2 separate regions of the Mus musculus genome follow, and region 1 is linked to region 2. A link is a contact called in public ChIA-PET data. All regions are on one chromosome and are shown on one strand. The core of a region is the stretch at or near the end of the contact, and the rest is flanking DNA. Distances in the headings are between cores, read along the strand shown.

Region 1 (5,372 bases), core at 1,555-4,054, 490 kb after region 2:
GCTGAAAAGAAAATCCAATTTTTGCCCAGCTCTCTAGTTTTTGTTCTGTTGCTGTGCTCAGCTGAGACTTGCGGGGGGCCAGATGGGGCAAGATCCAACTCCCTTCCCCTTCGGAATGGGTGCTCTAGTTAAGGAAAAGAAAGTGAGAAGAAAGTCAGTTAACCACTTAGCGGTAATCTCCGGTAGGAAAATCAGACGTGGGGCAGGATGACTAGTGACACACAGACTGTCACTCTAGATGTGGTCCTGAGGAAAGACCTCTCTGAAAGGCGCTTTTAAAGCAGTAAAGCAAGGGAGAGAGCCCAGCTGTGCGTGAAAAGCCTGACCCTGGGGCACCGGGGTGCAGCTGTCCTAGCTGTCTCCAGGTTTTCAGCAAATCTGTGAGATCGCTCGCAGTCAAAGCTTAGTCCAAAGCTGCAGGCTGCAGCAAGCTCACCTTTTCCTGATAGTGTGAAAAGCACCCTCTCAATCATTGTAATACTCATGCCAGGGTTTTGGGCAAATGACTTGTGTGCTGCAGACACAAGATAATCTTGTCGAACATCACTGTTTGTTTTGCTGGCTCTTTGGGCTTTGGTTTGTCTGAATTGGAGATGTTTTCTGTTCAGGTAAGAACAGTGTAGCACATGAAACATGAAATAAAACATGGCAGCTTGAGCTTTTATTTAATAAAAACATGTATATCTTTACTTTCTGCCATTAGTTGCTTGAACAGAGATCTTCTGATATGGGAAGCAAGTAAAATGGCATATTATTTAAAATGCTTTTCTGTCCATGAAAGGTTCTGAAAATTGTTGCTCTCTCTCCTTTTTTATCGGCATGGTGATTTTCCTTGCTAATACCCCCTCATTATTTTTATTTAAAAGCTTGTAAGTGCTCAGTTACGTGCAAAGTAGGGTAATCCTTGATGGCCTCAAGGTCTTCCCTTAAACATGTTGCAATTGTAGACAAAAACAGTAAAATAACAGTATAGGAAACACATCAATAGAAGGACATATGCTAAATACATATAACCGAAAAGGTCAAAGAAAATTACTGAATTTGTTGCCAGTTTCATGGGGATTTTTATAGACACTGAAATATGAAGGGGTCTGCTTTTTGTTTTCGGAGAAAAGTTGGTGTGTCAAGGGTTGCTCCAATTAGGAATGAAAACCACTTGAAGAGGGTGATATTTGAGGTCCATTATCAAAGTAAATGGTAATGGCATGTGCAGTCAGTCTGCCCTGTGGTTATTCTGGGAGTAGGCAGTTCTTGGGAGGAATATGTTTGTGAACCTTCAGCTTTGAAAGGTGGCCTCAGAAAGTATCACCGTGATGGAAATAGACCTCTTTCTCAACATGGCGAATGTGCCTGCACACTCAAGCCAGTGAGTCACCATGAGGATAGGAAGGCTCAGATGAGTTTCAAGTTAAGGGGATAATGGTTTTGCAACCTGGAAAAATGTACCTCCTGTGCTATGACTCAGGAACAGCAGCAGAATGGAAGAGGTAGCAGGAATGTGGAGTCATATAACAGTGTAAATGTGTGTAAATGGATGCAAATGGCTTGGTATCTTTCCTTTGGAGCCAGCCAGATAGCTGTCCTACTTTGTTCCTCCGGGACCCTGGAGGAACACAATGAAAATAATATCTTTCCCTTAAGATATACCAGTGACTGACTGAGTCTCCATGTCCCTAAGTCCACCATCTAGATAACATACACACAGACAGTGACTCTGTGTCTAGTTATGCTGACACCTGTTGACTCATAGGCTATACAAAAGTTTGGATACAATGCATAGACTTTGGGTCAGCTTGATCTCTCTGACTTTTTTATTTACAAGTTCTTTATGATAAAATTTTAATAAATATTAAAACATTAACCTAAGAGAAAATAGTGAACTTTCTTACAAGACTTTATTAAAATGATAAGTAGAAAATACCAGGATGGGCTGGTGAGATGGCTCAGTGGGTAAGAGCACCCGACTGCTCTTCCAAAGGTCCAGAGTTCAAATCCCAGCAACCACATGGTGGCTCACAACCATCCGTAACGAGATCTGACTCCCTCTTCTGGAGTGTCTGAAGATGGCTGCAGTGTACTTAAATATAATCAATAAATAAATCTTTAAAAAAAATACCAGGATGTATTTTTTATATTTCAATACAAATGGCACATAGCTTTCTTAACTTCTAGTTATAACTCACCAAGATCCATTCAACCTAATAAAATGTCTAACTAGTAGCTTCTAAAACTGAACCCTTAGTTTTTGATAAAATGATAGATAATTATTGCCTTTCATATTTACATCAGATGCTCTCTGACTAACAAAAGAGTGAGTGGTATTTAGCCAGGCAAGATCTTCTGTCAATGAAGGGTAGCATCCAGAGCTAACCACAACAGGTGTGGTTTGTTTGTTTTTTTTTTTAATTGTTTATTTCTTGCACTGACAAGATGGTTTCTTGCTACAAGGTCTGATCACCTGAGTTGAATCCCTGGGAACGGCAAGATAGGAGAGAGTAAGAACTGATTGCCACAAGTTGTCCTTGACCTCCATCCATACCTTGGCATGAGCACACACATCCCAATACATACTATATGTTATGCAAATTAAAAACAAGTATTCTTCCTTCAGAGTGAAGTGCTTCTTGGAAATCATTAAATTATTGAAGTAACCTGTAAGACAGATTTGAACTTCCACCTCTTGATGTAGTTATTGAATATTAAGTCAAAGGTCCCTTTTGTCTCTGAAGTATTTACTTAAGTGGTATGTATAGAGATGGTGTTCACTGAGACTGGAAGCAGAGCAGGATGAGGATGGGAACATGCAGGGCCCACTTCCTCTGCCTATAGAGACGTCCTGGTCTTTGCAGAGGTTGGTGAGATTGATGTCTGTCTCCAAGAATTTAGTGTTTGCAAGAAAATACAGTTATTTCTATCCTAACCATATTAAAACACCATCAAGTCATCATTTTGAAACATCTTTACTTTTGTCACCTTTAGTTGCAAGGTGTGTCTTCTAGGATTCAACTAGAGTGACTATAACACTATTGTTTGTTTATGAATTTCATAGCCTGTGTTCTGGGCTGTGTAGAGACCCCTCTGCTACTACAACAAAGCTTCAGGTTACCATTAACTGACATTTGGATCCTGAAGTATCTCTTAACAAACAGAGCTTTAAAAATCAATACTGAAAACTTCTTCAAAGACAAACTAAAAGTATAAGCTTTTGAAAACTCCCAAGGGAAGGTTTTCCGTGATCTCTGAATACAGTTGAAACTTTAAATATGAGCACACACATACATGCACACACACACACACACACACACACACACACACACACACACACACACACATACAAAACACCTCTGACATTTTTTTCTATTATAACGGGTGTTCAGCCACACTGACCCAAAAGTGAAATCATTATAGAAAGTTCTCCAAAATCCAAAGCTTTTTTGAGGATTACATGAGGGATACGACTGGTAAAGTCTGCAACTGTTCCAAAATTTGAGGGGAAAAAATAATCTGAAAAAATGTTTTAGTCCCAAGAAGTTCAGACAGGGACACTCAGCTCTCGGAGAGAAGAATACAAAATGAAAATGAAACTTTGTGGTGAGAAGAAATGAAAATGGAAAAAGAAAAAAGACAAAAAGCCACATAGGCATCGACTGCCTCACGTACCAGAGGGCTCCTGCTCCCTCTGCCGAATGTGCTGGAACATTACACTGTTTTGTGTTTTTTTTTTTTTTTTGGGGGGGGGGGAACATTTTCCGTGAAGTTTATAATAATTAAAGTGGCTTGGATCCGAGTTTTTCTAGTGTCTTGCAAACTAGCTGTCTTTCTACCTGTTGGCCAAGTTGCATTTTAACATTTTTTTTTTTGGACTGTTGTCTTGGGCAGTAGCAAAGGTTAAATTAAAACCCACACAGGAAGTAGAGTACTTTTCAATTTTATTTTATATATTTTCCCAAATGATCAAGTAAAATGCTCAAATCCACCACGGTATCCCGCTAAGTGTTTTATTCGTTGCAGTTAGGTATTACACTTAGGTATCATGAGTTACAAAAACAATCCATCTCAAAGATTTATTTCTGTCATGATCGGCTTCTAATTGTGGACACGTTTCGTTCTTAATTGTTGCAGTGGGAGGAACTCTAGCACTACAGTTATAAGTTGACAAGATAGTTAAATTTCTCTCATGTATGGCTTTTTTAAAACTATGGGTATTAGCCATAGACCAGTTTGAACCTTTAAAGAACCTCTTGTTTCCAGTTGATTTCAGTGTATCCTTATCACTTTTGCTGATTTCCAGTACATGGGAGGGAGCAATTAACATTTTAATAGCTTGGACTTGAATAATTGTACACATCTTATGTTAAAGCTTTATTTATAAAACCCTTTCATTTTCGTAATTTTCATTTTTTTCTTAGTTCACCCTTAAAAACCACAGGTATGAATATCTTATCTTAACATTTCAAGGCCTTCCATTTCTATTGGATGTAAGAACAGTTTACAGTTGAAAACTTCCAGTGACAAAGCAGTTTCTTCATTGTTCTATGTCACATCAGACCTTCCTGCTCTGGTATTTATGATGCTTAAACCAGATTGGATTTTCTTTTCCCTCTTGGTAGGTGTACTGGTCCATTAGCAAATTGTCTCTCAGAGAAAACTAGAGACACGGTAGAAGATGATGACGATGAATACAAGATTCCTTCATCCCATCCTGTGTCCCTGAATTCACAACCATCTCATTGCCATAATGTCAAAGCTCCTGTTCGGTAAGAAGATGAGCATCTCTGTATCATCCTGCATCGGCATAAGCATCGTCATGCTGTCAAACGTGGGGGTTGTTTCTATGCGGTTCAATAGTATGTGATTGGTTAAAAATCCTGTTCCTTGCCTAGCCTGTAGTTCCTATATATTTCCTTCATTGCTTCCACATAAAAGATTTTGTTGCCTTCTTCCCCACCCCCACAAAAGGCCAAATTACAATCTAATAAAAAGGAGCTATACGTTACATATAATGATGATTAATTCATGCATTTCCCCTAAGATATTTTAATGAATTTCAAAAGGTCCAAGCATATATATCATGAAGAAATATTAGTGCTTAGAAACTAATATTAAGGTACTAGGTCAACCTGCTTAAGAATTTTTCTTCATAATGTGAAGGCTAGAATAATTTATATTCATTTTCCTTCTTGATATGTAATATACTTCTACTGAAATCATAATACAATGGGGGGGAAGCCTTAACGTTACTTCTGTTAACTTCTTTTTTGAGCAAATACCTTCTCTTGCATGAGCTAAGAATACAAAGATCACTGGGTTTTGTTGTTTTATTTTGCTGTGTTTTCTTTTTCTTTTTCCCCTCATTATAATAGGAGCATTAT
Region 2 (5,617 bases), core at 1,834-4,333:
TCATCATTGTTTTCTCCTCTCCACACACAGAAATTTCTAAAGAGCCTAATGTCAAAGTGAATATTAGCACCCCTCAGACTTAGGATCAATGATAGAACCGAGATTTGGGATAAACAATCTGAATGCTTCCTTCAGATAACGACCAAGCATATTTTCCTGTCTTTAATTACCTCCATGCCTCTCAATCTATTAGAATGAATATAGGTAATAAATATACATCCTTAGCATGAACAATTTTCATTCTTTGTGCTCCTCCATCTGTCTGTCTCTTGTTGCATGCTTTTACTCTTGATCTCTTGCTCTCTGAACAAAAAACTTAGGGATACAGAAGATGTTGCATTGTATACTCTAAGAGACTAGTATATGTGAAATACTTTGTTATATAATTTAGACCAATGACTGTTGTACTTTAGTATGTTCCTTAAAACCAGGAGCAGTCACTACTAAGATGTCCTGAAGAGGTACTTTCCATTACTACATTTAAATCGTTCTCTGTGCTGAAACAATCTACCTCTACTTTAGGCTTAAAACCCATTGTATTAGCTAGGGTCTTATTGCTGTGAAAAGATGCCATGACCAAAGCAACGCTTATAAAACATTTAATTGTGCCTGACTAACAGATTTAGAACTTTAGTTCATTATCATCATGGTGGGAAGTATGGCAGACATGGTGCTGGAGAAGGAGCTGAGAGTTCTGCATCTTGATCCAAAGGCAGCCAGAAGGAAACTGTGCCTTACACTCTGGGTGTAGCTTGAGCACATATGAAGCCTCAAAGCCCATCCTAAAGTGACACACTTCTGCCAACAAGGCCAAACCTACTCCAACAAGTCCACACCTCTTAATAGTTCTATTTACTATGGTTCCCCATTGGCCAAGCATTTAAAAACATGAGTTTATGGGGGGGGGGTGTCATACCTATTCAGACCACCATATTCCATTCTCTATAGCCATAACATAATGCAAAAGGCATTATTCCAACTTCAAAAGTCCCAATAGTCTATCACAGTCCCAACAATGTTTAAAAGTCCTAAGTATTTTCTGAGATTCATGCAATCTCTTAATTGTAATTTACTATGAAATCAAACTGAAAAAGCAAATCACATACTTCTAACATATCGTGGCACAGGATTAATATTACTGTTCCAAAATGTAGGGAAGGCGGCATAGAGAGAAAATACTGAACCAAAACATGATCAAAAATCAGCTGGGCAAACTCTAAACTCTGCATCTCCATCTAATGCCAAAATGCTCTTCAGATCCCCAACTCTTTTCAGCTTTGTTGATTGAAACACACTTCTTTCTCAGGCTGGATCTACTCCATATTAGATGCTTTCTTCTGCAGGTATCCCATAGCTCTGGTAATTTTATTCTCTTGGATTCTCCAAGGCAATATAGGATTTACTTTCTCACTACGGCCTCTCTGAGTCTCCATGAAGGGACACATCTGCCACATGCTTTGCCTCAGTGACTTTCCTTAGTCTCAGAGGTAGATTTCATAACCCCTTTCTTTAATCCTTGACTCTCAAGTTAGACCCACATGACTGAAGCTGCCAAATTCTGCTGCTTGCTAGGAATAGAACATCACCCATTTGTTCAATTACATCATCACAAGCTTTCTGTTTTTTTTAAACTTTTTTTTTTCAAGACAGGGTTTCTCTGTGTAGTCCTGGCTGTTCTGGAACTCACTTTGTAGACCAGGCTGGCCTCAAACTCAGAAACCCACCTGCCTCTGCCTCCCAAGTGCTGGGATAAAAGGCTTGCGCCACCACACCGGGCTCAAGCTTTCTGTTTTTTAATGATTTCCTTCACTAACTAAGCTTGTCTGCTCTAGAACTTGTTCTGTAGACCAGGAAGACCTTGAACCTCAGACATCTGCATACCTCTGTCTCCTGTGTGTTGAAATTAAAGAGGTATACAACATGGATTGAAGCTTTTCTTTATTTATTTTTTCATAAGATGGAACCTTAGCAAATGGGATCTTGTCCTGAGGCATCACTCCCTTAATTCCATTTAATATTTTTAATCTGTTTATCTCTTTGAACTCAGGATTTAGCTACATTCCTGGTTCCCCGTTAGCACTTGTACAATACATTTTGTACTTTTCCTTTCTTGTTACATTTCATCAAATTTATCTTCATAAAAGTGAACCATAGTCTATGCTAGGCTGTTTTGAGATTTCTTTTGCTAATGCAATTAATAAAAAAACAACAAAAAAAAAAAAACAAAACTCTTCACCTTAGCCTCAGGCAAACTCTTAAGACAAGAGCAAAAAAGCAGCCACATTTTTCACCAAAATATTATAAGAATAATCTCTAGGCAACAAACTAAAATTCTTCTCAATTGAAAATTCTTAAACCAGGTTCACATAGTTTAAATTATCATCAATACCACTGTCTTCCATGTTTCTACTAGTATGGCCCAATAAACCCCATTTAAAGTATTCCACTATGTTCCTAATCCAAAGTCCCAAAATTCCTCTAAACCAAAGCATTATTAGGCCTATCACAGCAATACCCCAGTTCCTGGTATCAACTTCTGTCTTAGGGTTTTATTGCTGTGAAGAGACACCATGACCAAGACAACTCTTCTACACATTTTAAAAACATTTTGAGGGGGCTGGCTTACATTTTCAGAGGTTTAGTCCCTTATCAGCATGGTGGGAAGCATGGCAGAATGCAGACAAACTCAGTGTTAGAGAAGAAACTGAGAGTTCTACATTTTGATTCACAGGCAACAAGGAGAAGATAGTGTCTTCTACACAGGGTGTAACTTGCGTGTATATGACACCTCAAAGCCTACCTCCACAGTACAACATTTCCTCCAACAAAGTTACACCTATTTCAACAAGGCCACACCATCTAATAGTGCCACTCCCCGCAGGCCAAACATTTAAACACATGAGTGTATGGGAGGGGCATACCTATTCAAACTCCTACAACCATCATATTGTAAAGACAAACTAGGCTCATTCTTATTTATGACTAAGTCTCTGTTTCTCAAGAACTGGGCTATGTCCCACCTGTAACCTCAGCTACAAATGGTTCTGTACTGCCTGTTTCAGGAAACCGCAACCACATTTTGTTTCAAAACCATCTTGAAAGCATACCTTTGTTTCAAAAGATTGTGATGACTATCTTGTTAGGACCATCTTGCTATCATGTCTGTGTTTCAGGAGATCATTATGACTAACTTGTTACGTTTATGTTCTGCTCCGGTATCCCTGTCTATTTTGCCTATTTGGAAACCCCCTACCTCTGAGCTATGCAACCTTGTCATCTCACATCCAATGCTGATTTCTTAAACCTTACCTTAGGGGGAGGTAGATCTTGAGAGTTTAAAAAGCCTGCTCTAATTACTTACTTCCTTGATTTAATTAATTGGAGCATGATGATTTGGATCTGTGGTATTCCTCCTAGAAACTTTGGGATTAACATCTGTTCTAGTGAGATAGGTAAAATAAAATATTCTCTTGTTTTCTTTTGCTCAGATTTCTGCCTTCTGTTCTCCAATAGCCAAAAAGAAAAAAAAAGTGCCTTAATAAAATATGCCTCTAAGTAAACTGATTCAGCAGAAACATGGATATTGGTCTCCAGAACAGATTTCTAGCAAGCCCTACTTTACTCATGAAAAGAGCTGAATAAAAGAATGAAAACAGAGTACAATGCACACAATTATGTTTGCTAAGGTTAGCCTCTGAGGTTAACCATCTACAAAGACAAAAACATATACAAAGTGTTTTAAAAGCAGTCCTTAAGCAGTTCTAAATTTTCTTTTCTTTTTCTTTTCTTTTTCTCTTCTTTTTCTCTTCTTTTTCTTTTCCTTTTTAACAGTTCTCTTAGTCATAGTCCTTTAAAAGCAAAAAGTATTATTTAAGGCAGAATTTACACCCATATATAAATTCATGGGCCTGATAGTATGGTATTATTAAACTTGATACCACTGATATTAACCTAAATGGCACAACATTGAACAAAATATTCAATGAATTCTGGATTATGATAAAATGACTTTATCGTTAATTAATCCAACATCTGGAATTTTCACCAACATTTATTAATTCAGTAGGTTCACACTTGCTAAATTTCAAGAGTTTTAAATAAAATCCCAGACATCCTATCAACTCACTAGGGTAGCACTATAGTTTCACAAAGAGCACTTCAGTCAGAAACAAACAGCAGTCTCAAAGGATCAAGATCCTTGTCTCATGTAAATATAACTAAAGGAACTTGCTAGAGGGAAAATAGAAGAGATTAGTTTAAAGAAACAGAGGCTGAGTACTTCAGATTAATAGAGTTTAATATGTAGAAGTATCTGGGTCAATTATATCAATTGATTAGATTTCCACTGAGAATGCCTCAAAGGTTTAATATTTGCATCAATCATTACATTTACAAAATGGGGAAATAGACAAATTTCTAACATCGAAGTATCTTATAAAGAGTGAAAGCCAGGATTTGCTGGCTTCAGAGTTTCCATCTCAGAATTTCCTTCTCTGCTGGTAGATCAATAAAAGTCCTTCTCCCATTGAGAGGAGAGTAGCTTCCTGATCTTGTGCAAATACTTAGCTACAGCCAGAATATCCTGGTGTTGTTGACTCCATATAATATGCAGTCACTTAACTAACCAGGGAATGAAGAAGTGGGAATCTATGGCCTCTCAGGAAGTTATTGTGCAATGGTTCAGATCTCTTCTGTGATGTAAAACAGTAAACAAGAAGGGCAAAACCAAGGAGCACTTTAGGAACCAAAGACTAAAGAAGCTTCCAATTGCCTAGCTTGATTAAAGCGAGAGGATGCAAGCCTGAAGGAATAATGACAGAGAAGAACGTAAAGAAGGCTAATGGTCTGGGATGCATAGTCTTGTGAGTGGAAGAGAAAGCCTCCCTTTTGTATATGATTTTTATCTACAGCATTTACTACAAGTACTTCAAGTTATCTTCAAGGAATCAATAGACAAAGAGATTCAGTCCACTTACTCCCAACCTGTCTGAAATATACATTGGCCTCAAAATCTCACATGCCTGTTTTCTTTGAATAAAGTAAGTTGTAAAGTCAAATTTCTCACTAATACTTAGGCAAATATTGGTAATAATAGTGGGTATTTAGGATAAAGTTTGTTTTTAGAGTTAATATATCTATTTAACAAAAATGACTCCAGCTAAGCGAATGCAGGGATATTCAGAGACAAAATCAGGTGAGTCCATGGCAGGGCTGGCCAGACATGGAGAAGAGTGCAAAAAGGTCCATACTTATCATCATGAACAAAACTCAACAACAAGTGAATCAAAAACCTCAATATAAGACGAGATGCACTGAATCTGATAAAAGAGAAAGTGGGGAATAATCCTGAGCTCAATGTTACAGAAAAAGACTTCCTGAATTGAACACGAATAGCACAGTCAATAAGAACAAAAATTAATAAATGGGACCTCCTAAAACTGAAAATAAAAAAAAATAGTAAAGAACACCATCTTTGGGACAATGCAGTAGCCTATAGAATGGAAAAAGAGTGTATTAGGTGCATATCCAGATGGAAAGCTAATATCCACAATAGAGAGAGGACTCAGAAAAACCTGCATAACAAGAAACAAATAACAAAATTGAAAAATGGGGTACA

What was found. ChIA-PET counts read pairs in DNA pulled down with a chosen protein or histone mark.
Region 1: a contact with region 2 is called in an RNA polymerase II ChIA-PET map of memory CD8 T cells, with 283 read pairs. The contact joins two enhancer-like sites. A contact is called at or near these places in 4 of 484 Hi-C or Micro-C datasets (CD8 T cells, Th1 cells, Th2 cells and 1 more) and 7 of 115 datasets of contacts at active chromatin or transcription factors (CD8 T cells, effector CD8 T cells, large pre-B cells and 3 more).

Annotation. Positions count from the first base shown.
Region 1 is chr16:52,178,602-52,183,973 of GRCm38.p6, forward strand. It overlaps Cblb (Casitas B-lineage lymphoma b), which reads left to right. Exons shown (of 18, transcript NM_001033238.1): 14 at 4,611-4,757. Among named protein-coding and RNA genes, the nearest start is that of Gm23513, 76 kb to the left of the region's middle. Within about 2 kb of position 2,805, at least 68 of the 459 cell types and tissues checked have an H3K27ac peak or open chromatin away from gene starts, as enhancers often do. A contact at or near this core is called in CD8 T cells, Th1 cells, Th2 cells and 4 more, where this site is marked.
Region 2 is chr16:51,687,963-51,693,579 of GRCm38.p6, forward strand. No RefSeq gene overlaps it. Among named protein-coding and RNA genes, the nearest start is that of Gm29686, 300 kb to the right of the region's middle. Within about 2 kb of position 3,084, at least 31 of the 459 cell types and tissues checked have an H3K27ac peak or open chromatin away from gene starts, as enhancers often do. A contact at or near this core is called in CD8 T cells, Th1 cells, Th2 cells and 4 more, where this site is marked.